Regions from separate parts of the Anas platyrhynchos genome. Here region 2 is linked to region 1. Evidence: chromatin contacts called from public Hi-C data. All regions are on one chromosome and are shown on one strand. The core of a region is the stretch at or near the end of the contact, and the rest is flanking DNA. Distances in the headings are between cores, read along the strand shown. Region 1 holds the start of XIRP1 (xin actin binding repeat containing 1). Region 2 holds the start of MYD88 (MYD88 innate immune signal transduction adaptor).

Region 1 (2,531 bases), core at 24-2,523:
GAATGGGTCTTTTCCACCTTTGCCCATCAATTTTCTTATTCCCCTTAGTCACCCAGTCCAGCTTTGTGACAGAGAAAGGGAAAGAACCAGAAAAAGGTTCAGCTTTAAATCATTTAAAGTAATTTGATGGAAATTATGTGTATGCATCATAAATGGATATATATATATATTTAATGTCTCCAGTGTTGTGTAGACATGAATCAGCTCTGAATTAAGCAGTAACTGGAGGATTAAGCACCTCTTGCCCTCTTCTGCCAAAAATGTTCTTGTATTCCAGGCTTCAGAAAGGCACAGCAGAAGTCTCAGGCAGTGGATTTGTGATGACTGATCTGACACTTGGAAGTACATTAGGTCATCTGGGGCTCATTTTCTGAATTTAGATAGAGCTCAAGGGACCTACAAGTTATACGTAATTGCTCTTTAATTACTGACACAGACATCCAAACCATGGGATTATTAGATACTTGCACTGAGATTTTGAAAATACTTGTTTTAAAAGCTGTGTTGCTTGCATAATATGTTTCATAAATGATTTCTATTGCACTTGCAGATCTGGTCAATTTTTTTTCTGGGGGGTTGGGGTGATACTCAGCAGCTTATGAATCACCGCCTTCCCCTTTTAACATATCTGAAATCAAGACCAGGAAGAGGGATGTATATTTCTCACTATTTGCTTTAGAAATTCCTCTTTTTTTTTAAATTTATTTTTTATTTTTGTATCCCTCCTTTTATTTATTTTTTCCCCAGGTCACTTCACACAATGTTAGAGAAGAGACAGCTTTAGATCACAGACACCCACCTCCCACAGTCCAGGGATCATTCCCCATTCTTGCGGTTGTGTCTAATGTTAAACAACTCCACGTGAAGAGCCCCTGGGGGATTTACTTCATGGCAGGATAAACGCATTAGAAGGGAAGCCTTCCCTGATTTTTCATTTATGCCCCCCTCTTCTTCAATACTGTAGGCACAGTAAATGGAAATACACTTCTCAGCCCACCCTGAACTGTTCCCACAACCAGCACAGCACCCCCCAGTCACCAAGGGCTTACTGATATTAATTCATTCCATCTCCTCTGATCTGGGAGGGTTGTTTTTTTTTGGTGTAAAATCACTTACATGCTAGAGTGCTTTCCTCCACCTGAGATCTGCCATTTGATAGTCTCCTTGGGGCTCTTCAGTACCACGCTTCTGACTCCTTTTTCATCCCCTCCTTTACAAGACAGGAGGCAAAGTCCCTTGGCAAAGCTGCAATTAAATATTAAAAGCTGATGTGTGATTGGAGCTGGTGTGAATTGGAGAGCTGGCACTGAAGAGCGGAGGAGTTGAAGCCTCCTCCTTGCTCCTGCTAGCCTGTTGCCAAATATTAAGGTCTCATCCTTCCCTGTAAAACCACCGAGTAAATTCAGAGCCCAGCTGGGGCATGAATAGCCATCTAGACCCACAGCAAGGCTCTGATTTGGGTGTAAATCTGCTGGAATCCTTGTCTGAGGTGGAGCAGAAATTAGTTCCTCAGCATGGGGATTTTAAAGTGGATGTTTCTGGCAAAGGTCATACATTCATCCTCCAAACCAGGAAGGTTTTTCAGCGCATCTTATGGTCCCAAATGCCTGTGACTTTGCTGAGGAGGCTTTGCCTGAACCATAAGAAAGGAAATCTCTCCAGACTGTTAACAGCTCTAGGGCATGCACTGCTCCTCCTGGCAAAAATGAGGTGGTCAGGACTTCAGGGAGAGAGGGTCCGGGTGCAATGAATTGAAATTGTTCACTATTAGGGACAAGAAAAGGCAGGACTGGTTGTGGGGATCCAATTTATGCATCATCTAAGTCTGATCAAAATCAGAGTTTAGCAAAGGTAACCCCTCAAAAAACATCGTGCCCACTAACAGGACTGGTCTGGCACCTGACAATCCATGGTTTTCCATGAAGTTCTTTCGGGGGATTTGTCCTGCACATGCTGGAAGGTTGACCAAGCAACAAAGGCAGTGCGTGAATAAGAGCAGATAATAGTGTGTTGGTTTATAATGAACCAGAAGGGCTGCATTTAACATCAAAAGCTGGAAAATCATTTACCCAGAAAAGCCTAAGCTAAGCAAGAAACCTTTGATACTAGGGGTGAGTTAGGGCAACACACAGAGCTGGATATACGGACCGACCACCTCTGTCATCACTTTATGAATAATAACCTGCACTTTTCTGTGCGTTCTGATCCAAATCTTACTGGAACAAGTAGAAAACTCTTTACTGAGCTTTTATTCCAGCACTTAAACCCATCTGAGAAACTTTAACACTTTTATTCTCTACCTTGCAGGTATGGTGAGTCTGATTTCATGCATTAGGTGCTTATGATCTCAGGTGCATTTGTTGCAGCAGCACCTAAGGACCAGCCTAGAGCACGCCCCCAGCTCTGTACAGATTCAGGTGTGTACCAGGCTTGAAGCCTTTGCCCTCCTCCTGCACTCTCAGGGTCTTCCTGACCTGGTAATTTTCCACTGAACGATATTCAGCTCTTGGAGGAGTGTGCAGGATGCCCTG
Region 2 (2,531 bases), core at 17-2,516, 150 kb before region 1:
GATGTTGGAGTACCTGAACAGGCCTAGTGTTCTGAGCATCGCTTGTTCAAACCTAATTAATCAGAAACCCAACTGCAAAGCCACTCAGATCCTGACAGATGTCCTGTTCTTGATCCAAGTGAATGTGTGCAAGAGGGGACTGCTCCCAGCTCATCTCCTTACGATGGTGAGTTGCTGCTCTCACCTGCTCCCTCACAGAGCAGTATCTGAGGGATCCCAACCGGGCTGGGTAAAATCTCCTGGGTTAGCTGGAGCTGTTGTTGGCCTGAGCTAACCTGGGGAATTGGGACATGGCTGCTGCTGGCAGAGTTGGCAGCTCCAAAGCTGGATGTGCAAAAGTGCCTCAGCTTTTGGGTGGAAAAGGAGCAGAAGCAGAGCCATGGACACAGAGATTGGGTGTACATCAGCTGTCAGCCTTTCCTTGTGAATCTGATGGTCTGGGTGTTGGGTGGGACAATCACAGAGTCATTAAGGCAGCAAAAGCCCTCCAAGATCACCTGTTCCAACCATCCCCCTACCACCAATGTCACCACTAAGCCATGTCCCCAAGCACCACGTCCAACCTCTCCTTGAACACCCCCAGGGACGGTGACGCCACCACCTCCCTGGGCAACCCGTCCCAATGCCTGACTGCTCTTGCTGAGCAGAAATGTCTCCTCATTTCCAACCTGAACCTCCCCTGGCATAACTTGAGGCCATTCCCTCTGGTCCTATCACCTTCCCCAGCTCCATAGCCCTGCTCTGGACACACTCCAGCGCCTCGATGTCCTTGTATTGAGGGACCCAGAGCTGAGCACAGCCCTGGAGGTGCAGCCCCAGCAGAGCAGAGCCCAGGGGGACCATCACCGCCCTGCTCCTGCTGGCTGCTACCAGCCAGGATCACAGAATCACAGAATTTCTAGGTTGGAAGAGACCTCAAGATCCTCGAGTCCAACCTCTGACCTAACGCTAACAGTCCCCACTAAACCATATCCCTGAGCTCTACAGCCACATGCGCACACTGCTGGGTCTCACTCAGCATCCATCAGCACCCCCAGATCCTTTGGAGAAGCCTGGAGCTGGACAATAAGACAAAATGTGGATTCCTGAGGTGCTATTTGGGAAAAAAAAAAAATAAATAAAAAAAATAAAAAATAGTAATAATAGTAATAATAAAGGCTCGTGAAGCGCAGATCCTTCCTCCTTTCGCCTCCCCCCGGGGGCGGCAGAGGCAGAGGCAGAGGCGGGTCCTGCCCCGTGAGGCGAGGCGGGGCGGGAAGGCTCCGGGGGAGGGAAGAAGAAGCCGAAAGCGGCCCCGGCCATGGCCACGGCACCGGCGAGCTCGGGCTCGACCCCGGATTCAGCTCCGGGCTCGACTCCGGGCTCGGCTCCGGGTTCTTTCCCCCCGGAGCTGGCGGCCGTGCCCATGGTGGCTCTGAACTACGGCGTGAGGCGCCGCCTCGGTCTCTACCTCAACCCCCGCGCCGCCGCCGCCGCCGACTGGACGGCGCTGGCCGAGGAGCTGGGCTGCGAATATTTGGAGATCCGGCGGCTGGAGGCTCTGCCAGACCCCACCGGGGCTCTGCTGGACGAGTGGCAGAGCCGCTGCCCCGGCGGGGCCACCGTGGGCCGCCTGCTCGAGCTGCTGAGGCAGCTGGAGCGCCACGACGTCTTGGTTGACCTGGCGGCCAGCGTGGGTGAGGCGCGGGTGTACCTCAGGGGGAGGTGGAAATGGGCACAAAGGGTCCGGGTTTTATCCTGGGGATGTCCCCAGAGGGGGTGTGAGGGGAAACTGAGCCCCACGGCTCCTTGCTGGTTTTTTTTTGGGGTCACACAGCGACGCGGCAGCCCCTTCATGGTTCCTCCTCACAGGGCTTTCAGGAGGGAAGGGCGCCCCGGTTCTGCTAACCTTGAGCCCTGAGAAGTAATCGCGAGCTTCATCTTATCCAGAGGACCCCCTTGGTTCCTATCAGCACGTCTAAGGATGATTTCGGCACACTGGGCCATGAGGAGGCTCAGATATTGAATAATGTGGGAGTGGTGCAGTGCTAGGGGGAGATTTGGGGTGCAGGGTGTGCAGCACCACCTGTAGGGTCAGGGTGTCAGGAGGGGAAGTTCATTTCCATGTAAGCCGAAAAATTACAAGGCACAATCAGCACACAGCAGTGAACGTGGGGGCCCCACGGCTGCTTTTATAACCTGTGCTTTGTAGCCTCTGCTCGCGATCACAGGAGTTCACAGGGAAGCCGGCTGCGAGAACTGGAGGGGAACTTAACTGCCGAAGCGCTTCCAAAGCCAGGGGCTGCTCTGAGGCCGTGTGTTGTGGCGTGTCGTTTACGGGGTTACCGATGAAGAAATAACAAATCTCATTTCCTGTTACTGCAAGAGCTGAAGCTGTAGGAATGTGGCTGCGCGGAGAGCCTGACTACGAACCGACGGAGGGCTTCCCTGTGCTCCCGCTGCTCTGCCCAGCGAAGAACGCTCTGAAGACTTTGGGGAAAGGAAAAAGAAATCAGTATGTTTTGTGAGCCACAGCTGCGTGAGGGACCTGA

The links. A called contact is a pair of places that touch in the nucleus more often than the background predicts.
Region 2: a contact with region 1 is called in a Hi-C map of skeletal muscle, with 1.9 times the contacts expected there. The contact joins the promoter of MYD88 here to the promoter of XIRP1 in region 1. A contact is called at or near these places in 2 of 8 Hi-C or Micro-C datasets (skeletal muscle and subcutaneous adipose tissue).

What each region holds. Positions count from the first base shown.
Region 1 is chr2:154,361,006-154,363,536 of IASCAAS_PekinDuck_T2T, reverse strand. XIRP1 (xin actin binding repeat containing 1) reads right to left here and starts at 1,273. Exons shown (of 8, transcript XM_038173952.2): 1 at 1,117-1,273.
Region 2 is chr2:154,513,659-154,516,189 of IASCAAS_PekinDuck_T2T, reverse strand. It overlaps MYD88 (MYD88 innate immune signal transduction adaptor), which reads left to right and starts at 1,266. Exons shown (of 5, transcript NM_001310832.1): 1 at 1,266-1,676. The coding sequence starts at 1,301.